4 separate regions of the Zea mays genome follow, and all the other regions are linked to region 2. Evidence: chromatin contacts called from public Hi-C data. All regions are on one chromosome and are shown on one strand. Each heading gives the region's core, a stretch centred on a gene start, on an enhancer-like site or on the middle of the called end of the contact. The rest is flanking DNA. Distances are from core to core; before and after follow the strand shown.

The links. A called contact is a pair of places that touch in the nucleus more often than the background predicts.
Region 1: a Hi-C map of endosperm shows a contact between it and region 2, with 4 times the contacts expected there. The contact joins the enhancer-like site here to the promoter of LOC100191324 in region 2. A contact is called at or near these places in 3 of 25 Hi-C or Micro-C datasets (ear, endosperm and tassel).
Region 3: a Hi-C map of tassel shows a contact between it and region 2, with 5 times the contacts expected there. The contact joins the promoter of LOC103646509 here to the promoter of LOC100191324 in region 2. A contact is called at or near these places in 9 of 25 Hi-C or Micro-C datasets (bundle sheath, ear, endosperm and 2 more) and 1 of 3 datasets of contacts at active chromatin or transcription factors (leaf).
Region 4: a contact with region 2 is called in a Hi-C map of ear, with 2.5 times the contacts expected there. The contact joins the enhancer-like site here to the promoter of LOC100191324 in region 2. A contact is called at or near these places in 2 of 25 Hi-C or Micro-C datasets (ear and endosperm).

What each region holds. Positions count from the first base shown.
Region 1 is chr2:60,299,215-60,305,241 of Zm-B73-REFERENCE-NAM-5.0, forward strand. No RefSeq gene overlaps it. Among protein-coding and RNA genes, the nearest start is that of LOC103648678, 73 kb to the right of the region's middle. Within about 2 kb of position 2,932, at least 19 of the 20 cell types and tissues checked have an H3K27ac peak or open chromatin away from gene starts, as enhancers often do. A contact at or near this core is called in ear, endosperm and tassel, where this site is marked.
Region 2 is chr2:59,959,726-59,966,099 of Zm-B73-REFERENCE-NAM-5.0, forward strand. LOC100191324 reads right to left here and starts at 1,289. Exons shown (of 8, transcript NM_001136758.1): 1 at 1,121-1,289; 2 at 58-119. The coding sequence starts at 64.
Region 3 is chr2:60,379,554-60,385,564 of Zm-B73-REFERENCE-NAM-5.0, forward strand. LOC103646509 (serine/threonine-protein kinase D6PK) reads left to right here and starts at 1,726. Exons shown (of 3, transcript XM_023301616.2): 1 at 1,726-2,127; 2 at 2,130-3,690; 3 at 3,993-5,103. The coding sequence starts at 2,112. The coding sequence ends at 4,845.
Region 4 is chr2:60,432,376-60,438,326 of Zm-B73-REFERENCE-NAM-5.0, forward strand. No RefSeq gene overlaps it. Among protein-coding and RNA genes, the nearest start is that of LOC109943999, 46 kb to the right of the region's middle. Within about 2 kb of position 1,301, at least 16 of the 20 cell types and tissues checked have an H3K27ac peak or open chromatin away from gene starts, as enhancers often do. A contact at or near this core is called in ear, where this site is marked.

The DNA of each region.
Region 1 (6,027 bases), core at 1,682-4,181, 340 kb after region 2:
CGATCCGGTTGAAGAGCCCGAGGAACTCGCAGGAGAAGCCCCTGAGCAGTAGCTGGTTGGTGGAGGCAAGTGTCCCTTGACCTATCTTTGTCCTATACATTCTTTAATTCACCTCCAGCATTTCACATTTATACCTAAGGATTGACTAGCTTTTGTTATCCATGTCCTTGTTTATCTATTTGGGTTGGATTATTATTGTTTAGCTTTATGCTATTGCTCAACTCTAATCAATGAACATGATGAGAATTATCAATGATACGCTGTTTTCCCCTCCTTTATTATGATGTTATACTTGTGGTATTCAAGGGGGCTCGAGCGGTTTCTCGAGTGCCTCTCCGTAAGGACCTGTTCGTTGGATGACCTCCCGGGTAAACAGTGCTACCATGAGGGTGGAATGTGATGCCCTTAGCTGAATAATTAGAGGAACCGGGGTGTAGTTCGCTTAGTTGTCGTGTCGTTAATGGGGCTCGGTGTATGCGGCTCGCTCTGCCAAGCTTGGGTTCGCCCCCCTTGGGGAGGAGTGTGGTGCATTTAGGAAATCTAACAGGCGGCTACTACCCCGGGAAATCTATGTAAAGGTTACGTAGTGATACCCTGCTGGGTCACCTTGGTAGTGATCAATGGAGAGTCATGATCTCCGGGCAGAAAGGGAATCACGGCTTGTGGGTAAAGTGTGCAACCTCTGCAGAGTGTTTGAAAACTGATATATCAGTCGTGCTCGCGGTTATGAGCGGCCAAGGGAGCTCCAGTGATTAGTGGTACTTGATCAGAGATGTGCGGATTACAGGTGGCAATGAGATTGATGGTTTTTTGTATTGACTCTAGTAATGGTAAGTGGTACTCTTTCCGTTTGGAAAGGAGTACGCTTGGGTTAATAACGTGGGTTAATTCTAAAACTTGGCTTTCTCAACTAGTAATAATAACCTGACCAACTAAAAGCAACTGCTTGACTTACCCCCAACATAAAACTAGTCCACTACAACCAAACATGATACTTGTTGAGTATGTTGATGTGTACTCATCCTTGCTCTACACACCAAACCCCCTATCCCCAGGTTGTCAGCATTGCAACCCCTGCTCAGGAGAGGATGAAGCCGTGGAAGGAGACCACCGGGAGTTCCAAGATTACGATGAGTTCTAGGTGTGGGTTAGCGGCAACCCCCAGTCGGCTGCCTGTGAAGGCCGCATGTATCTACGTTTCTTTTCCGCACTTTGATTATTGTAAAGACTATGTGGATGTCTCAGACATATGATGTAATCGACTATTATTTCCCTTTTATATTATCATTTGAGCACTGTGTGATAATGTCCAGTTATGTAACTGTTGTGTACGTGAATTGCTGATCCTGGCACGTACATGGTTCGCATTCGGTTTGCCTTCTAAAAACCGAGTGCGACAGCAAGGAAGGCGGGAAACAAGGTGTCATGACTTTCACGACAAGAAAATCGACCTAATCGACTAAAGGAGTACTATCTTTGTAATATGATTATAATGCCTTTTATTTTAAGTGACTAGTACTAGAATTGTGCACTTGATCTCTGGTGAATATAAAGAGAGGTATGGATACTCTCCATATACGAAGAAAGACAATAATCTAACGCAAGCTAGACCAACATATAGGACGTAGAATATTTATGTTATTTAGTGGTCTCAATCTATCTAAATTGATGTCTTGTGTTAGCCGTTAAGTTTGTCTTTTGTCGATTCTCACTAGACCTTACCTTAGATAACCTAGTACTAAAAATTACTGACCATTAGTCACCGATAAACATGACAATTCAACTTGTTGGGGGAATGCCTTTGTCGAAGGTCCTCAAAACTAATTAATATTGACCATTCTACAATTTGTTTCAGGAGTAACTAATCTATGTTTGTCGAGGGACAATAATACATGGCAAAAGCAAAGTGGAGGAAGCTTTGGCTTAGGCGCTCAAATGAAGTGCATCACCAAAACCGAAGCAGGCGACCTGTAAATGAAGGAGGAACCCGTCAACGCGTGTGTCAACGCTTCAGGAAGAAATGACAATTCTACCCATAGCAGTTTCCATAGCTACATGTATAGGGTTCAAGACTATGGTTGTAATTTCATACAGAGTTGTATATTAGGTCGTCCCTATAAATAGATGAATAGTGTCCATGTACATGGGACGATGGTTCACATAAGTCGACTCTGTGTTTGAAGCTGTATTAACTCTTACCTTCGGACTGGTATCTAAGCCTCCAAAGGTATAACTGTATCCATTTGTAATAAGGGAAAGATAATACAAAGAACATGATAGTAAAGATTCTCCTTGATTGCATCTATCCATTCTATTTCTTTTAGAAACACAATTGTAAAAACCGTATCCCTTTAATTTCTCTCGGCCGGAGATAAATTAAAGGAACGAAGGTCCTATGTTTTTAATTATGTTGCCTTGTTTTGATCTTCGCGAGGAATAAAAAACAAGTAACCAACACAACCCCTCTAGGCGCTTGCTGGATCCTTTGAAATCGTTGGGCTAGTTAGGGTCGTTCTGGATCCAATGTAATTAAAATAAAATAAGCTAAAATAGTCTAATCGTGTCACAAACGGGGTTCAGATTATAAGATGGATTGTTATAATCAGAACATCAGATTACTCCCTCGGTCTAAAATGTCGTGTTTTAGTAACTTAAGTTTACCTAATTATAGATAATTAAAATCCTATAGAATTTTTTTTGTCCTATACGGTTTTTTGGAACAAAAGATTGAGTTTCTACGTATCCTATAAAATCCCTAAAGAATGAACCATTGTAAGTGAGATTTTACGGAATTTCCAACGTGGAGGTCTAATATCTTGATTTTTTTTCTTCCTATAGAATCATCCCATAAAGTAGTGGCACCGTACTAGGATGCCCGTCGTCCCATAAAGTACTGTCCCGTATTTATTGGATCTGATCAATGGATCCCGGATTTCGTACCTGCACAGCAAAGTGATGACGACACATCGGCGCAGTTCGTACTCGGATTTGCATCTGCATGGACCATCGGGCGTGGATCTGGTCGTGACGATGCGAATACAAGTAAAGGAGTATTATTCAACTTGAGTATGCGTGTCTTTTTTTTTTTTGAAGAAAGAAAGAAAGAAAAGTACTATAGGAGCAAAGGCAGTGGGACGGAAGGCTCCGTTTCGAAATTTTGTGGAGGGGAAGAAGAGCCAGCGAGCCTGTTGCTCCGAACAGCCGAGGCGTGTGCGGGGGGGCTAGCCTGCCGTAGCTGGTATAGTAGTAACTCCGTTTCGCGTTGCCAGGCGTTCGGTCCCTCGCGTCGCGTAGTCGCGTCCTGAACTCCTGATGGGCGACGACGACGAGCGAGAGATTCCCACGTGGTGCGCGCCGCGCCCCACCACGTGCCGCGGACGCTCGTCACACACAACACCTGCGGGCTGCGGTGCGGCAGAGATGGCAACCAGCAGAGAGGCACGGCACGGTAGCAGCATCTCCGGCACTCCATTCTCAGAGCAGTGCTCGTCGGAGCCACCGTACATTACATTCCACCGCGGGGGTGGTGCACGCGGCCAACACTTGTCGGTCACGTTGCTTAAGGTGCGTGGCGTGAAGAAAACGCCTTTTTTGTTTTTTTTTAAAAAAAAAGTTGAATGGAGCTCCCATGCGTGGCTGTGAGGGTGCCGTGCCGGAATGGATCTAGCTCCTGGTGTAAATACAGATTTTTATGGGTACCGTATGTGAGTCGGTGGTGTTGTGAAATGCGGATGGAGAGAAAACGTCCCCACGTGACGTGAGCATTCACCGGCACGGGCGCAGAACGCAGAAGACATATTTGCTACGAGTCGCCTGTGCCTGTGCCGGTGCCGGTGCCGGTGCCGGTGCCGGTGGTGGGAGTGGGATGCGGCGCGAGCAAAGACGCACACAAGCCGCCTGTGCGTGAACGTAAATTCTGCGCCCGGCACCAGCTGCCGTCACGGGGCTCCATCACGAGCTCACTTGCTATTGCTAGCGGACTGCTGACGCGACGGGCAATCCGGCAGCGTTGTGATCTGGGAATTGGATGCCCCCCGTTTTTTTTTTTCCGTTATACAAAACTCTATGCTCTATAGGATGGACGAACGCTATAACGAGCACTACTAGCAGCAGCATCATTGTGGTTGTAGGTTTGGATTTCCAACGAGAGGCATCAACGCGACCAAAATGGAAAGCAGGCTCTCGCCGAGTAGTTGTCACAACTCACAACAGCAGTAGCCAGTAGGAGCATATATATTTATATTTTATGTTTCACTTTGACAGCAGGAAAGAAAAAGATAAAGCAGATGCAGACGCCGCCTCTCAGATTTTAACGATTGACAATATCACGTCCTGTCTATTTGCGCCGCCTGCCTTTTTCCGGGCCTTTGCTCTTTGTCTTTGCTGCAGTGCGACTGTTCGAGACCGACGACCGTACGCGGAGGGAGAGAGTGAGTGTGAGTGTGTGAAACGAGGAAAAGGGCGAAAGGGAGCGCACGCCACGCCACGAAACGGTAGCCAGCAAGCCCCATTTTTTTTGTTTTTTAATCTTTTCCGATCAAAATGTACATTTAAACTTGTGAATAACTTATTTTAGGATTTGGACCCTCATCTCGGCGTCATAGGCGCCAAGCTATGACGTGGTGGTGGCGCCTCGCGGTGGCAAGGGTTGGCGTGGCGCCGATGCGGCCTCCTAGCTCGGCGTCATAGATCTTAGCGCCGAGCTAGGAGGCCCTATAAATCGATCGTTCTGCTGGCCGAGAGGTGCGCCCTCCTCATATCTCAACTATCCCTCCATTCAAATCTTCTTCAAAAAACGGTCAGATTCGAGTTGGAATACTTTATATACCAAGGTATGGTGTCTCACTGGTTCGTTTTGTATATTGAATTGCAATTTTTCGATTATTAGTTTTGATTGTTGCTCCTAGGATATATATAGTTCATATGATGACTACAATTTATTTGATAGTTTGTGAAATCCGATTATACAGTTTATTAGATACTTGTGTTAATATATAATCGTTTTTTAGATGAAAGACATGTATCGGGAGGCGTTGTGGCAGATGTCGGCGTTTCGGACCCGGGGAGTCCGTAAGCCAACCAGTAAATTTGTCGTTGCGTGCCCCTGCCCAGATGGGTTAGCGCGAGATGGGACACAAGGGAAAACGCGACTCGTATTATCTCGCACCAGGGTGTGCTTGTAGTAGGGGTTACAACCGTTCGCGAGAGAGAGAGAGTGTGAGCCTGTACGTTTGCTCGTCCCTCCGCGCGACCCTCCCGCAGGAAGGCCCTGGACCTCCCTTTTATAGATGCAAGGAGAGGGTCCAGGTGTACAATGGGGGTGTAGCTTATGCGCTAACGTGTCTGACAGAGAGATGCCTGAGCCCTGTGTACATGCCAACGTGGCTGTCGGAGAGGTGTTAGAGCCCTGTGTACGCGATAACGTGGCCGTCGGAGAAGTGCCTGAGCCCTGTAGAAGCACAGCTGGCGGTGCTGCTGGGATCCTGCTGACGTCTCCTTGCTTCCGTAGTGGGCTGAGAACCACCGTCGTCATGGACGCACGCGGGGAGCCATCATTACCTGTTACCGGGATGAGCCAGATGGGACGCCGGTCTTGTTCCCTCGTCGCCTAAGCTAGCTAGGGGTAGGGTAATGATGTATCCCCTGTGGCGCGGTCGGTCCGAGCACAAGGTCGAGCGAGGCGGAGACTTCTCCTGAGGCCGAGGCTGGGGTCGGGCGAGGACGCGATTCCTCCCGAGGCCGAGGCTGAGGCCGAGCCTTGGGGTCGGGCGAGGCGGAGACCTCCTCCCGAGGCCGAGGCCTAAGGTCGGGTGAGGCGGAGCTTCCTGTTGCGCCTGAGGCTGAACTTGCTGTTGTCAGCCTTGCCCGGGTGGCTGGCACAGCAGTCGGAGCGGGGTGAGCGGCGCTGTTTTCCAGTCAGATCGGTCAGTGAAAGGGCGAAGTGACTGCAGTCACTTCGACCTTGCCGACGGAGGCGCGCGTGTCAGGATAAGGTGTCAGGCGATCCTCGCATTGAATGCGCCTGCG
Region 2 (6,374 bases), core at 39-2,538:
TCATCCCTACATATAAGTAATGAAGTGGGAATACAACGAGAGAAGGTGTGCCCTTACCATCCATGGTGGCCGATTAAGCTTGCACCCCACAGTGAACAAGTAATCTGAGTCAGAAAACCCTGCAGAAATGGTGAGCCCAGGGTTCTGAGGTGGGTTATTCAAAATATAAATGGTAATAAGATATTTTTACAATCTAAAATCTAATGTTAGGCAATGTATAATACCATATATTAGTATTGTATAAATATAGTAGAAATTGTTTAACACGATACGAACTGTTAACATATCAAAGTGACAACGTTTGAAATATAGAGGATATATGAAACAACAAAATGATATAAAAAGTTACAAACTACTCCCTCTGTCCCAAAATATAACTCGTTTTAGACTAATCATACATTCATTAAGTGACATATGAATGTAGTTTGCATGTATGTCTAAATTCATTATCATTTGAATGAATGTGACAGAAAAAAAAAGCAGACTAGAAAGAACTATATTTTGGGATGGAGGGAGTACAAAACAATTCAACTTCCTCTAGGTAAATCTAACTATTTCTCACAGGTGTGTGTAGAACTATATTTATTTTGGAACGGAGGAAGTATGACCAGGTTTATCACTGAAAATCAGCGGGAGCAAAGGATTTTGGTTTTCTATGCAATGTTTTCAGATCAGCTCATCGCTCCTGATCACCAGAGAGGGGTGATCAGCCGACTAATCACGATTAGTCGACGACCAGTCCGATTAATCGGGCTCTGACCGGTCAATCAGACATCCTGATCGTCCAGGGCTATAGGAACCGATCAACCTTCATATATATAACTACACGCCCATGGACATGGCTTCAGGTTCAGGCTTTCAACAAGGCAAACAGCCATACGTGATACGCCCATGAACATGGGCAGCAACAGGCCAACAGCCATAGTGCCATACTACAACATGAAGCAAATAATCACTGGAAGGTTTCAGGCTTTCAGCATCTAAGTAAAACTGAAAACCAACAAACATGGACATGGGCAGCAACAGCCATACGCCCATACCTACAGGCTACAGTACAACAGAGCACACCAAAAAACAGGGACATGCTCTGGATTTGGATTCTGGAGACTGGAGACCGTACCTGCAGGCTGGCTGCCTGCGCCGCCACGCCGGGGATGGAGGAGGGGCCGAGGGGGACGATGCCGCCGTATCCCCCGTCACCGGTAGCGCGCCGCCGTCACCTGCACAGTGTTCCGCTAGGGTTCCTCCCTCGGCAGCTGGTTACCTGGTTCGCCGTCACCTGCACAGTGTGCCTGAGCGTTGCTCTGTTGGCTCTTGGTTGTGCAGCTTCTGCTCACGTGGTGGGAACGGGGGGAAAGGAAGCTGGGCTGGGCCGCTGGGCAAGTGAAGTGGGCCACTGGGCCGAAATTTCAAACCAGCCAGCCAGGCTGATCGTCCCTAAACTAATCGGACATTATAGCTAGTAATTAACCTGTGAGTTTTTTTTTCTCTACTAGCAGTTTGCTTGGTTAGGGTGTAAGTACAATTTTGCACTATTTTCCGTGTCAAATATAAAACGATGGAGGTAGTATTATGCAAGCCTCTAACCACTCCGGATCTTTAAAAAATGCCAATTCTCACTCCATTTGCTAATGGCTTTGGGAGCTATATGAATCAGTAAGAGGTATTAAGCGTGCAAAAAAATGGGTTGCAATCCGGATCTTATTAATGGCTTTTGCCTTAAAATGTCAGTGGTGGAGTGCTAAAAATGTAAGGCACAGTCAACATTACTTCAAGTCAATTGTATTTGGACTCTGTCTATATCAAGAATGATCCTTTTCAAAACGATGTGATGTGATAAGAAGAAAAAAATACTTGATGGAATGATGGGTGATTGTGCATTTGTTTATATGAGCTTCTGTGGTATATAATGGGTCTTGCAATAAAAAATGCAATGCGGTGCAGTAATTTTTTTAACGTAATGGCACGACCTCTCTACCTTTCTATTAAGAAAAATATTAAAATTAATCCAATTTTAAGAAAAAAAACGGGCCCGAAACTTACACAGAGTGCCCAAACAACACAGGCATCAACAACCCACACAAAGCTCATCCAGAGTCATCGTTGCCGAGCTCAACACAAGGTACGAGCAGCTCCGACTTCGCTAGGCGGGCTGCACACGGCCAAAAGAACACGACGACACCTACACCTTAAACAGGAGTAAGACCGTGACGCGCCATCATTGCTAAGCATCAACACATCGACACTCGAGGCAACTCCGATTCTTCACCAGCGATCTTGATCCAACACCCACCTCCGTTTTTTTGCCCGAATTCTAAAACAATCCAGGCTACGAGGAGGGGGTTCGCCTCATGTCGTCGTTGCCGAGCCACGTCCCCTAACGTGATAGCTTCAACTTCACGTTACAAACCTCTTCTTGTCATGCGGTACAGTAATTTCATATGGATATTTGATATCGTTTTGTTTTTTGAGTCCTGATGAGCCTATTCTTTTCTTCTAAGGCTATCTCTTGCGATTTCATCAGCGGGAAATTGCAGGGATGGAGATTGATGAAATAACACACTGCTTTTCAGCAGTGAGTCGAGCGACAGGAATCACGGTCGTCCATGTAATTGTCTGTTTTGCGGAATTGCGAGTAAGCACTCACTCTGGTTCTTCAGTTCGGCATCCAAATGAGCTAATTGGGAACGATGCCACGATGTATCAAGTGTGCTAATGAACTCTTTGCACGCGTTATCTCCCGCGGTTTATTTATTCTCATACCTTATTCAAATCTCACTCTGTAAATATTGAACAACTACATGGGTTGGACACGGTTATCATTGCAGCAACACACGTCATCCACGCTAGCAAGCTCATATCTGTTCGTACAATTATTTTGCAACAAACTATCAAAGTTATGATTTCTTTTTTAATAAAGTATATATATACTTTATTATTTACTCTATTAATATATCAGATTTTATATTTTAATTCATTTATATCTCTTAATATAGGGTCGAATTATATTACAATTTGAAATATGATATATTGGTTGATTAAAATTTATAGATTTTTAAAGATTTTTTATGACTTCTAATAGTTTGATTACATGGTGATGGCATGAAAAACTTATTAGACACCGGTTTTTTCTTCTAAAATGCGGGCTCATGAATTTCTGTTCTCGTTGTTGATGTGCGCAGGTATTCGCTTTACAACGTTTCGGATTAAAGATAGATGTTCGAAGTAATCTATAGAGATAAAATACTGTACAAAATAGAAGCTGGTATAAATTAAAACTAAACAAACGCCACAACATCTTCAAAGCTATAACCTGGACAATAGTATATGCGAAGTGGTCGTCGACACGGTAAGGTTCACCTGTAAAAAAAATAGCATACCACAACATCTTCAAAGCTATAACCTGGACAATAGTATATGCGAAGTGGTCGTCGACACGGTAAGGTTCACCTGTAAAAAAGAAAAGAAAATACAAACATGCTGCGCTTCTCCATGGACGCAGTGTTTCACTTGTTACTGGCTGCGTGCTGATTCTTGTTTCCGAAATGCAAATTGTGTTGTCTGTCAACTAGGATCACGAGAGATGTTTTTGATGATTTCGTTTCTGTCTACTTAGTCATTAAAAATACTTTTAGAGGTAAAATCATAAATAAACATGAGTTATGATTTTCTACGTTATATTGTATAAATACAAAATGAAAAAGTAGCATCATGAGTTCATGACGGTCGACATGTAGGCCAGGTGTCATCCCATGCCTACCTTGGATTCCGGGATACCGAGATCTAGTTTACTAAAGTATTGATTGCAAACCAAAACCTCCATCAACAATCATGTCTTTTACGTCATCTAGAAGACTCACACGTAGGCCCTGTTTGGCACAGCTGATGCTTGTTGAAAAAGCAGCTTCTGCTTGTTGGCTGCTTTTAGTGTATTCTGAGAAGCAGCTGAACTGATAAGCTGCTGCAGAAGCTAGCTGTTTGGCAGAACTTCTGCTTAAATTTGTGAAGAAGCTGAAAATAAGCTGTGCCAAACAGGGCCGTAGTAGTAATAGATTACGATTCAAACGTTTCTTTGCGATTGAGCTCTTAATTAATTTTAATTTAAAAATATTAAAAATAGAGTTCAATTCTAGATCCTTAGATTTTATATTAAAAAATTAAAGCTCATTACTGTTACAAAACATGTTACAATGTTGTGACCAATCCAAGGGGCTCGACGACTTCTCCCCAAGGGACACACCCTTGGGGATGTACCCATTCACTTTGTATATATATCTGAGTGATCTCTGCAATAAAGGACTACTGTCATTCTGTCCCTGCCATTTGTCTTTCTCTTTTGTTAATCTCCATTTGCCACTGAGCGCTGCAATAGAGTTCAACACGTTATCAGCACTGTCTCAAGGAGAAATCAGAGAAGGAGAAGAAGAAGAACACGCTGTTCTTGACAAGAACAGCAAGATCGATCTACACATCAACAGCAAGGTATGGAGCATACCGTTTACATGCGCATACGCCGTATGCGTGAAGTTCTACACATCGTTGATGATTCGATGTTGGAGGCGTTCGCCGCTGGTAGCCGCAGCGCTTCAATCAGTGCATGAGATCCCTGAACGCCGTGTGCAAGTGCAAAATGTGCACTTCTGCGTTCTCCATGGATGGACAACGGTGGTTCCGCTGCCGGTGGTGGAGTGTGGACTCCCCACTGCATCCCCGTCGCCACCGGCGCCGGTGGTTGACGCAGGGTCGTCTGCATCCGCTCCCATGGACGTCGATTTGGAGGCACCGCCGCCGCTTCCGCCCACTGCAGAGGCAGTTACTCGTCGTTCTTCATCTCCACCGGCGGCTTGGCCCCGGCGGCTGGCACCAGCGCTCCCCAACGGCAGGGAGCCTTGACGGCGCTCCCTGGTGGCCAGATCCGCCGGCATGGCCACCATGCGAGGGCTGGCGCTTGGCATAGCAGGCGCGGCTCGGCGTTCAGCGATGGCGCGCCCGGCACAAGGAGCAGGCAGACCGGTCGGCCGCTCCCTTCTGGCGCCTCCTCCTAGAGGGTGCGCTGCATCCAAGGCGCGATGAGGGGCGGCGGCTACAGGGGTGGTTAGGGTTGGAAACCCTAGCCGCCCCAATTTGTTAACAGGCGATTGGCTCCCTGGTGGGCCGCCTGGGCCGGTCAGCTAGGCTGGACCGGCGTGCAGGCCACCAGGCCGCTGCCTGGCCCGCCTGCCTGGCCGCCTAGGCTACTTTCAGGGGCCCAATATAGCCTGTTTCACTATCTTTAAATTCTGAATTTCACTATAATACTTTGTTTTATATGTAATTTCAGTTCAAAGTTATCTTAGGCGTCTAAATTCGTTATTTAGACTGCAAATATTGTAAAGACATATCTATTTTATTGTGTATATAGCAGATTTTAGTTTGTGAATTATTATTTGTTTTTACATTAATAGTTCACATATCTCTACTTGCTATTATTTACGCATTCATTTATGTTTGCATACAAATATAATATTTATTAAGTTCATACTTAATAAAAACTCATGCAAAATAAAATTACATTATTTTGGATATAGAGCATAGGGAGATAGAGTCCTAAGCATTGGCTGCACTAAATTCTTTTATAGAATTTAGTAACCTAGAGACCGTGCTTGTGGCAGCATTTGGAATGCCTATCTCTATGAGGTCTACATCTCTCGGGATGATTACCTATACGTGCTATCCAAAATAAAAGGATATGGAGTTATTGAATTTTACTTTGATAATTAGTAGAGCATGGGTAGTGGAGACCTAAGCATTGGTTGCGGTTTGTTCATCCGTGAACTTATCAGCCCAGAGACCGTGCTTTTAGGCAGCAAGTTTCTTGCCCACTACTAGATCTACCTCATTAATTTGAGGATTATCTATACTATGCTCACTAAAATTCAAAGTATTTATTCAATTGGAAGGTTTGGAACCTTCAGGCAACTCATATCACATGTAAGAGTTATTGAATTTTACTTTGATAATTAGTAGAGCATGGGTAGTGGAGACCTAAGCATTGGCTGCAGTTTGTTCATCCGTGAACTTATCAGCTCAGAGACCATGCTTTTAGGCAGCAAGTTTCTTGCCCACTACTAGATCTACCTCATTAATTTGAGGATTATCTATATAATGCTCACTAAAATTCAAAGTATTTATTCGATTAGAAGGTTTGGAACCTTCACGCAATTCATATCACATGTAAGAGTTCTTGAATTTCACTTTGATAGTTAGTCGAGTATGGGTAGTGGAGACCTAAGCATTGGCCGCGGTTTGTTCATCCATGAACTTATCAGCCCAGAGACCATGCTTTTAGGCAGCAAGTTTCTTGCCCACTACTAGGAGATCTACCTCATTAATTT
Region 3 (6,011 bases), core at 476-2,975, 420 kb after region 2:
GAAGCAACACTATTTAGTATTATTCAAATTTGTCTTCATTGTTCTGCTAGATGAAGATGATGTGCTGCATACAAAATTCTTTTTTTGTGATCCCTATCGTGATAATTTGGATTTGATGGCTGTACTTGTAACTCAAGTGTGTTCAAGGGACTGGTCAATTGGATATGGGTTGGCCTATCTTTTTTAAAGTCTCTTTATGGCTACTGTTTGTCCACCAGTGCCAGGATGTGAAATATGGGAAGCGTGTTCACATTCTTCCAATTGATGATACAGTTCAAGGCATTATAGGGAACCTATTTGATGCCTTCTTGAAACGTAAGTTTCTGATCTTGTGAATTTCTTAGTTGATCTAGGTTTTTTTGGGCATCAGCATGGCTCCATGGCGCTTATTTCTCATGTTACTTCAACTGAAGTAGCTCCCTTTTCTTTTGTTGTCAATGGTTTACTGAGTTCTGATCAAGGAGGAGTCTGCCATTTATACTACCTAATTAATATGCTTGTATATTGTTTCTGCCATTTCATGTAGACCTTGCAGCTGTTTTGTCATAATAACACCCCTTATGGAACTGTGCAACATACTTCCTAGAAGCATACAGGCCCGTGAGGAAAGGAGACCTTTTCCTTGTCATGGGTGGAATGAGAAGCGTGGAATTCAAAGTGATAGAGACTGACCCTTCTGAATATTGTATCGTTGCCCTAGATACTGAAATATTTTGTGATGGGGAGCCTATTAAGAGAGAGGATGAGGAGCGTCTTGATGAAGTTGGTTATTATGATGTTGGTGGAGTTAGAAAGCAAATGGCCCAAATCAGAGAGGTTGTTGAGCTTCCACTACGTCATCCTCAGCTTTTCAAATCTATTGGTGTGAAGCCACCAAATGGCATATTGCTATATGGGCCACCTGGTTCTGGAAAGACTCTTATTGCTCGTGCTGTTGCAAACGAGACTGGAGCCTTTTTCTTTCTAATCAATGGTCCAGAGATAACAAAATTTATATGTATAGCTAGGATCACCAATAGATTATAAAATCTTTTCTCATAACAATATAACACATTTATATATAAGTTATCATGATATTATATGTTCCCGTTGCAACGCACGGACATTAACCTATAAATTAATAGATGCTTGCAATAAAGAAAGGCGTAAATCCTAGGGTGGTGGCGGTGTGGGGCCGAGGGTTTTATCGGTTTGCGACGGGCGCGCCCCTGGGTGCACGGCGACCGTGTGAGGGAGAGAGAGGAAGAAGGGGGCGAGCGAGAGGAGGCCACTGGATCATCTGCTCCTCGTGATGCGCGCCGCTCATTGCTGCCGAGCGCTGCCGCTTTCGCCCGCTTGAACTCATCCTCATCCCCACGCCACTCCCCCACTCTCGCCGCTCCTCGCCGCCGTTTCGGCCAGAAAACCCTAGCAAATCCTCGCTCGCAGCAGCCAGCTTCTCCAAGTGGGAGCAACCCGCGCCGCCGACCGAGCGCGAGCCGTAGCAGCTCCCGCCGCCGCCACCCTTCGCGTGCCGCGCCAGCGCCCTCGGCCCCGGGTGCCGCCGTCCGGTAAGACCCCCCGCTCAACCCCCAGCTCCTCTTGCAGGTCACCTATTTTTGTTTTTCTTTTTTCTTTTTGGTTTGGGTTGCTATCTTTGTCCAAGTCGTAAGCATATCCCCAGTTTTTTTTGGGAGGGAGGGGGGGTTGGGTTGCTCGTCTCCTTACGATGTCTTCTCCCTCAACGCCCAGAGGTTTACGGATCTTGCATCATTTTGCTAGGAAAAGAAGGGGAACACCCTGCCTCGCGCCCTCGTCTACCGCATCTCTGTTGTTCCTTTTGCAATCTCCCTTTATTTTTCCATTTTAAAAAATAAAATCTTAGCTTTGGAGCGGGTAAGAGAAAACGGCCGGACGTTGGAAACCAAGATCTACGGAATCTTCAGGCTTTAACAGTTCTTTAAAGACTTCTTCTCTACCATTTGTGCTAGTTCCGTCTGTTTTTCCCCGTATTACCTGATTCATTTCATTTTTCGTTCTTCTGCAGGACTCCGTGATGCCGGTTCTTGGCCCGGGAAAGCGGCTTCGTCGGCCACCTAAGTGCAGGCAACCGTCGGTCCTGATGACTTGAAATGCGGCAGCCCTTCTACGGCCTCCCACCCAGATGAAGATGCAGCTTGTGGAACCGGAAGGCTCGAAGGGGATGGGTTCTCCTGGGTGCTCGGAGATAGTCGAACTGGTGGACGAGCCGAAAGATGCTCGTTCGTGTGGGCTTACCCACTTGAGGGTGAGGGTCAAGCCAGTGGGGCAGGAGCTTGGGGCACGGTCGTGCTCGGTGGAGGATGATCTTGACCAGCTCATCAGATCGATCAACGTGCGCACGTCGGCGAGGGCTTCTGGGCAGACGAGCACGGATAGGCGGCTTATTGCGCTTGGGAAGTCGCCAGTGTCGAGCTCAGAGATTGTGGAGTCCGTGAGCCTGAAGCAGGCCCTGAGGAAGATGTGCATCTCACAGGCGTCGGAGATGGCAGCCATGAAGAGACTGTCAAAACCGACAGGGGTGTCCACCCCTTCTGATTCTGGAGCAATCAAGAAGCTACATGGCTCTGTTGCAGTTCAAACCAATGAGGAGCAAGATGACAAGAGTAAGGCAGGGAAAGTTTCTGTGAAGCCTGAGAAATCGGCAGGAAGTTCAGTGGGTAAGCCAAGTGAAATCAGTAAGGGGCAGAGCAAGAGCTCAGCCAAGAAGAATTTGAGATCAGCATCTCCTACCACAGGGAATGTTCATAAAACCAGAATCCAAGATGTGATCAGTAACAAGTCATCAGAGGGAGTTGAAGGTATTTCTGTAGAAGTAACTCTGCCAAAGCAGAGAAAAGGTAAATCAATGAAAACATCTAGCCCCCGGGCTGTTCCTGTAGGTGGCTCACGGTTGGTGAGGCCAATGTTTCGGAATAAAACCTCGACGAAAAAGAAGGTGAAACCTGAACCTGCTATAGTGCCCGCATCACACAAGCATTGTGAGACGAAAGGTCCTAAATCTCACACTAGTAAACATCAGGAGTCCCTTCAGGATGAACCCAGAACCCCAGCGCCAACTGACAAGAAGGCTGCTGTCAGCTCCACCACTGTTGATGGAGCTGATTTTGGCACTAAAGGATGTGGTGTCGGTGTGATCCATGGCTCGAAGGTTGGTGAGTTGTTAAGATCAAAGGAGAAGGGAGAATGCTCCCAAAGCTCTAAGAGTAGCATTGGTGATTATAGCACCAGCACAAGCATCAGTGAGGACAGTTATGGCAGCTTCAGTGCTAACAGAAGCAGGCCTCACATGTCAAAGGATGTGAGATGGGGAGCCATCAGGCGCATGGCTATCCAACAAGGGAGCTTGGGATTAAAGAACTTCAAGCTTCTCAAACAACTTGGTTGTGGGGATATTGGCACTGTTTATTTGGCTGAGTTAGTGGGCTCAGACTGCATGTTCGCATTGAAGGTTATGGACATCGAGTACCTCATAAGCAGAAAGAAAATGCTCAGAGCACAAACTGAGAGGGAGATACTGCAAATGCTCGACCACCCATTCCTTCCAACCCTGTATTCTCATTTCACGACGGACAACCTTTCTTGTCTGGTAATGGAGTTTTGCCCTGGTGGTGACCTACATGTTCTTAGGCAGAAGCAACCTACCAAAACCTTTTCGGAAGCAGCTGCAAGGTATGGACCTTTACTTGTGTCACCAATGTGCTATCTTTATGCACTAGTACACATGAACCTGTCATGATTGAACTACTTTACCAAGAACTAAAAACGGTGATTATATGATCTCACTGCATTTGCTACCAGATAGATGTTTTTGTCCGATGACAGTATATCATGCTGTTGTAATCCAATAATTTACATTTTTTATATAGATTGCATTTTACTAGTGAGTTATTGTAACTTATGCTAATTTACATTTTATTTACATTTTTCATTTTAGTACTGAGCTATTATAACTCGAGATCTACATTTTGTAGATTTTATGTCGCTGAAGTCCTCTTAGCCTTGGAGTATCTCCATATGTTGGGGGTCATATACCGTGATCTGAAGCCAGAGAACATCCTTGTTCGTGAAGATGGGCACATCATGCTCTCAGACTTTGATCTGTCGCTGAGGTGCTCAGTGAGCCCAATGCTTGTGAGAACATCATCAGTAGACAGAGATGAGCCAAGTAGGCCTTCTGGTCCCTGTGCACAAAGCTGCATTGATCCCCTGTGTATCCAGCCATCGTGGAGCAATTCGTCTTGCTTCACGCCCAGTCTGGTTTCATCTACACCGTCAAGGACACGGAGGACTAGAGCTGAACCCCTGAAGAAACCATCACTTCCACAGCTCGTTGTTGAGCCTACGGAAGCAAGGTCAAATTCGTTTGTTGGGACCCATGAATATCTTGCCCCAGAGATCATTCGAGGAGATGGCCATGGCAGCTCGGTTGATTGGTGGACTCTTGGAATCTTCCTTTACGAATTACTCTATGGCAAGACACCATTCAGGGGACCGGACAATGACGAAACACTCTCAAATGTGATCTCACAGGGCTTGAAGTTCCCTGACAGTCCAGCATTAAGCTTCCACGCTCGAGATCTGATCAGAGGGCTGCTTGTGAAAGAACCGGAGTACCGGCTTGGCTCGTCGAGAGGAGCTGCTGAGATTAAGCGGCATCCCTTCTTCGAAGGTCTGAACTGGGCCTTGATCCGGTGGACTTCACCACCAGAGACCCCGAAAAATATTGATACTGCAGCAACACTCGCGGGAACACGCAAGAAAAAGGAAGGCAAATGTCTGGAATTCCGGCTGAATGGCGACGACATCGAGTTCGAGCTCTTTTAGTTGTAGCTGTAGTGGTAGTCCCAATGATATATCAGTACCACGTAAGCGCAAGAGTAGTCTTTAGTCCCCCTTCCTTGCAGATTTCTGTTCATCCTTGGTCATTTCGGACGTTGGGAAGTAAGGTAAGGTTGGCTGATAAGCATGTAACTTTATGCGTTGTTAATACTATCCAATATTAGAAGACGCTGTTGGAAAATTCCTGGGCATGTGCGAGATGCAACTAGTAGAAACAGCACCTTTGTGTTGCTGGATGAAACAGTCTGTGCGTACCTTGATAACGCTGGGAAATAGTGACTCGAAGTCGAAGTGAGGCCTGTAACTTTATTTCATGTTAATTGGTGAAACAAATCTTAGATATACACAAATGTATCTAAAACATATATAAACAAAAAACAGGCCTATGGCAAAAGGTACTAAGTAACCTCAAGCAATCCTTTAGGGGCTACATCATACTAAGTAACCCCAAACAATCCTCATGGATTACTTTGGGGCTACATCACACTGATGTGCTCACCGGCAAGAAAGCCTTGGACCGAATCCAAAAAGTTGCACAAAGACTCCAGAACTGCTGTCGGGTATCTAGGAAAGGGATACCCAACACGAGACCCATAAACATCTCTGGACCATTTACTGACCAAGTCCCCGTCGAGCAAATCTACGAAGCAGGACGACCGACCAAGACCCCGCCAAGTAAGTCTGCGAGGCGGGGCGAATGACTAAGCCCTCGCCGAGCAGGTCCGCAATGAAGGAACTAGGGCAGACGCTGTTGGCCCACGATGGACGCCACAAGACGCAACATCACCAAACCACGACCGGACCGTACCTACAGTACCAAAGGGCCCAGACAGACACAATAGAACACCCCCACGTGCGCCCACAAATATACCCTCACTGACTTGCGGGGCCAGACAACTCTGGTCGCGGCGACCTCAGCACCAGATTCTCTACAGTGACCCATACACCGGAAAAGACGAGACAATACCCTATACCGGACGTATACCTACACATGCTTGATATTTGACGCAAGGGGAATGACGGAAGATGAAACAGTACCGGACATGACTTTGAACCTTACCATAAGCCCACTTTGTGGGACACGTCAGGTACCGCAACGCCGACACCAAGCAAGCTACAGGGACTCGTATACCAAACAGACAAGATGGAAC
Region 4 (5,951 bases), core at 51-2,550, 470 kb after region 2:
TCAAGAGGTATGGCTTAAGGAAAGCTTGATCAAGTGGAGAAGCAAGTTCTTGCATTTAGTCAAGTGTAACACCCAAAATCACATTTTGGTGACTTAGAGAGTTCTCCAAAGATTTGAGAATAAAATGACTTCCAATAATGATTCCTTTATGAGGCATATCTCTCTAAAGTAATTAAATAATAATAGTAATATGTTGATATTCAAAAACTTAGATCCAAATCTTAAAGATTAAAAGTTGGAGAAATAAATAAAAAGAAACACTTTCAATCTATTTATTTCTTTTACAAATTTATGATTAAGATAATCTTTAAAAATATTTGAACCAAAACAATTCATCGTAAAGATTTTATACTCTCCTAAACTATATAAACATTAAAACTTGAATGAATCCTAAATCAGATTTTGCATTCAAAATAATGGAATTCTTTATGATAAATAATGTTGCAAGCAAATTACCTAAAATGATGGGAATGAAATAATTAATATAAAAATATATCTCTAAAAATATCGCATCTCATGCTAATTTCTTTGTTTGTTGTATTTAAACTTGTGTTTGAATTCAAAACCAAAGTCGAATTTGAACTTGAACTAAAATTAGAAAGCTAGAAACAGAAAAAAGGAAATAGAAAGAAACTTACCCTGCACTCGCGGGCCACTCTTACCTGTCTAGCCCAGTATCAGCATGGCTTCCTCGTTTCCTCTCACGGCCCACCTCTTCGTCTACCAGCCCAACCAGCACACACTGACGGCTAGGACTCCTCTATCAGTCCTCGCGTCCGCACGTCGTGCACACACTCGCCCTAGGCTCACCAACATGCGAGGACCACGATTCAGTCCCGTGTGTCGCGTGGGCCCCGCAGGTCGGGTTTACCCCCTAGCTCACGCCAAAAATGCCAACAGAATAGCAACAACACCATCCCCCTAAAAACCCCCGTGTCAGCCATCGCAATCCGGTATTGCCTCCATGGTATAAGGCTATCCGCAACCGTTACACTTAAATTTTTTCCTATATATCACTGTTCCCTCTATTTTTCCTCCTAATTTTTCATCTCTCGCAGCGGTTCCTCCTAAATACTCCCCTATACCCCACTACAACTATAAAATATCATTTTCTATATCAACTATCAAATTTTTTATCTACTAACAATTACTCGTGGACCCACAACACATTATTTAGGGTGATGAACAGTAATACGCTAGATCTGGGGGGAGAGAAGGGGGGCGACGCGTAGGGTGCGCTGTAGGGGCACCGCTGCGGCCGTGGGGTGCCCCCTACAACCGGCATAAAGGGGAGAGGGATGGCTAGCGTTTACCGCTGCGCACAACCTAAGAATCAAGGTCTGCAATGCCCTCGCCATCCACCCATAGGCCCCCACATCGAGTAGAAAAGGGTGCAAAGCCAGGGGAGAGATCCGCAATGAGGGAAAATCGGGTTGCTGTGGGCGGTTGGGCATCTGAGGGTCCCAGTGTGCTTCGTCGGTGGACAACGATCACGTCTGTAGTCTCATCAGGCGGCAACAGCGATCTGTGGGGCACCGATTTCTCACCGGAGGGCGGGCTTCGTCGCCTTGCTGCTGTGTCGCATGGGTGGAGTTAGAGATGTCAATTGGAAATTTCTCACCGGATTATAGCATCACAGATGCATTCCCATCATGCTTATACTTTCTCATACCCATCTCCATACCCATCATGGGTGCAAAACTCATCCCATCCTCATTCGGATTTCGGGTCCCCAATGGGTCCCCATCCCCAATTAAGGGATAACTAGGTACTAACAGCTGGCGCAAACTATCCAGATTTTAGACATCACCACATCGATGAGCACTCATCCATGAACCATGATTCATTCATCCATCATAAAAGAAATCAGTACTTCGGGACCGATAAAAGAAATGGAGAAATGACGTCTGCTCACCTTCCTTGGTCACCATCTAAGTTGGTTGGCGCCTAAGAATCCATGGTCGTCACTGTCGTCCTAGTCTCCTAGCAGTCGGCGATGCTCCTCGTCGCTGGTGAAGTCGCTAGTGTGCAGTGCTAGTGCAACTGTCTAGGCGTGCGACGGTTGGCCGGCTAGACAGGCGTAGCATATGGCTGGTTATTTTAGGCTTTTGTTTTTTGCTAATCTGCTAGTTGCCTTGTCGTGTTGCCTTGTTGGACTAGGACATGGGGCCTGGTGCGCTGTCATGCTGGGCTTGGTGGCCGGCTCGACCTTAACTCATTCATACAAATAGAACAGTTGTACACGTATGAAATACCCATGGGTAATCGGGTTCGGATTATTGATTTCCAAACTCATACCCGTTTACCCAATGGGTAAAGATTTTGTCCCATATCCATACCCGTGGGGACAATTTTTGTCTCTTACCCGTACCCTAATAGGGAAATTTCCCACGAGTTAGCAGGTATCGGGTCCTCATTGACATCTCTAGGTGGAGTCCACTGCAGTCCAATCGCTTGTAATTCGGCCACCAGCATGTTCTCTCCGTTTTCACGGTACCGCGCGCAGGCTAGTGCATCGGGTCGGGATTGGGCGAGTCAACGACGATCTTACGCCGTGGGGTGGGCGACACCGTCGCCTGATATCGACAGGAGAGGGAGAAGTCACGTCCACCATTGATCCCATGTTAGACGGTTGTGATTAGATCGTAGAAGTACCTCTTCACGTGATAAATCGGGATCATCAGTTTCTTGGCGAGCGGATCAGATCTCTTGGCGGCGTGGCGACTTAGGGGCCATTGGATCGTGATCCGAAGGCCATAACCATGTCCCGGTTCATTAAATGGTTTGATCTAATTCTTGCCATGGATCTGTGATTGGGCGGTTGATCTTCACCGATACCCCTTCGGCCATGTAACAATTGCATATGAAACCCTACATTTTGCCAAAACTAACCCGTAGTACACTCATGCACATAGAACCTTATATGTAAGTCCTATTTTTAATAGAATAGCCCCTGCTTTTCTAGAGAATTGTAGCCGCCGTCCAGGTACTTTAATAGTTTCTATAATAAATCTAGAGAATGATTTCTATCGAAAAAAATAAATATAAAAATTTAGAAAATTCATATTTTCTTCATTTTAGCTTCGATTCAATTCGTTTCAATTGTGTTAGCTTTGTATTAAAATTGCCTACACATTAAACAATATTATTTCATCATGTTTTCATAAATAATTAAATGATGGTTTAACTTGTGCCCATTAGGTTTACTTTTCTAATTAAAAGTCAATGTTTTCATCCATAACTTTATTAAAATTTTACTTCTAAACAAGTTATAGTGTTGACTAAAGATCAAATTAGTTATTTCTTTGTAATATTTCTCTCACAAGTTTTATATTAATCAATATAGAATATAGTTTTATTATTTAATCACCTAAAACTTAGGAAATTCATATATTTTTAACCATAACTCTGATTTTAGTGGTTCTCGAAATTACGATCTCGTAGCGGCGCATAGAATATTCCTATGCAGCTCGTTCCCATGATTGGTGCAATGTTATCACTCTTCTTTACTTAATAATGTTCATGTTAATCACTGTGACATGCTCAGGTTAATTTGATGGGACCTAATATGTTTCCCTAGTTTTTGTTTATCCCACACCTTGCAAACAAATGAACTATCGGGTAGATTTGCTATTGCTCTACCTGGTTTTGGGAATTAATGTTATATATGATCATGTTCCATTAATACTGTTGGTTTAATTATTGTTCATGGTAAGATTATTTTATTAATTGGAACATGGAGAACCATCCGAGAAAACAGTACTACCACAAGGGTGGAATGGGACGCCCTTGGCCAAGTAATTAGGAAGGCTAGAGAGAGATTACCTTACCAGAAAGGGGCAAGCGGGGAGGTGTCATTGCAGAGTATAGGGAGATCCTCGGGTTGAACTGTATGTAAAGCTTTTCGGATGAGGGATTCCTATACTTCCTGAATCCGTAGCGAGTTTTCTCAAATTAGTGGAACTTTGGAAAGGCCTCGTAGTGCTACCCTACCTCGTCTCCTCGGTAGAGATGAATGGGAAGTCACGATCCCTTGGCAAGTGGGTAACACGATTGTGGGTAAAGATGTGCAACCTCTGCAGAGTGTAAAACTGGTATATTAGCTGTGTTCACGACATTGAGTGGCTCGGACTCTCACATGATTAATTTATGGAATTAAACTTAATATGTCATTTGCATTGCATTGTGAGTTTTATTATTAATTGTGATCTCTTATTTAATTGGGTTGGTATCTACTTACACATAGTAACTGCTAATAAAAGTTTCACCAACTTTAAAAGCAATGCTCAGCTTTAACCATCTTCTTTGGTAAGCCTTATACTTCACATGAGCCCCCACCGTAAGTGAGCTCGTGCACATTATTCACCATAACTTGTTGAGCGATAAACGTATGTGAGCTCACCCTTGTTGTACTCACATCCCCTAGGTCAAGGACAGGTACCACAAGGCAAGGAGCATGAAGGATGTCGCGATGAGTTCGTGAGAGGTCTTGGTCGTTGTCTCCCAGTCAACTATGGTTGCGAAGGATCGTTGTCTTCATACAATGTAATTATTTAGCTATTTTATACAGAACTCCCATTATATAGTAAAGATGTGACATTCATTTCTGTACCATGAGTCATCATATGTGTGAGACTTGATCCTAGCACACATTTGATTTGCGCCTGGATTTGTCCTTAAATTCGGGTGTGACATCAAGGGACAAATCAAGCCAGATAGAAGTCATATAAGGATGAGTGATCTTTGTTGAAGGTAGAGATTGAAGTAAATGAGAGGAAGTGTCAAGAAAAATTGAATAGGATATAAGGAATCGTGAATTGGCTTGACCATATCGATGTTAGGTACATATATGTTTATGTGAGAATCACATTGTAGTTTGATTGATCTTAACACTCATATCTAGATGACATTCAAGCAAGGTTCAAAATATTTAAGAAATGTTCTTTCAATGGATGCTCAATTTAATGTGACTTCGAGACAGACTGATAGGGTGAAGACAGGCAAGGAAAGGGCTTCGAGTGACTAAGCGAAGGTGAAGGTCAAGCAGATGGCTTGTGGACCGAGGTATCATGGCTAAGGTGAAGAAGAGAGTACTTGCAAGATGTCGATAGGATAATCTGATTGTGAAGAGTCATATAGTGATGAAGATCACAACATTAGAAGAAATGATTTGAAGTCATCGTTTAACTCATATATGATGAGATGATTCAAATCATAAGACACGGGAGTTTCTAGCTCAAGACAAGTGGAGAAGCATGGTCACAAGTCCAAGGAAGAGGTATCAAAGAAAGAACCTAGAAAGGGCTCATAGTTGTGCAAGAGTTTGATAGAAATGATCAAAAATTGAAAATCTAGAAAGAATCAGAGTTTGGGTCATTCCAGTGTTTCGACATGTTCTTGGTGACCATTGCAGCATATTGGAACTCAATGAGGTAACATGAATACTTAGATTTGAAGTTTGGAGTTCCAAGTGTCTATTGGAAAATAAGTTAGATTTTTATTTGAGTTCTTGAGTTTAGGAATCGTCGCACTATAATGAGGGATCCACAAATGAGTATTGGTACTTGCACTAAAAGCTCAAAATTATTGTTTTCAAAAGTCACGAGTTTACCTGTTGGTTTCTCCTTTGGTTTCTATCTTGTTTATTTTCAAAATTTGGTTTTACCGTTCACACTGGTTCAATCGAGATCTAGGCCGGTTCAACCGAGATTCATCAAGTTCTTCTCTAGAATTTTTAGGTTCATCCGGGATTCACACCGGTTGAACCGGGATTTGCGCAGTCGCCAGGAATTTTTGGATCTGAGTTAGGGTGGCTATAAAAATCCTTCCCCTCTCATTCTAAACCCTAAGGCTCACAAACCAAAACACTTTGATGACTCCTCATCCATTCAAAGCGATTCAACTCTAATCTCGTGCCCCAAGTCTTCCTCCTTTGATCGGTGGGAAGTCTC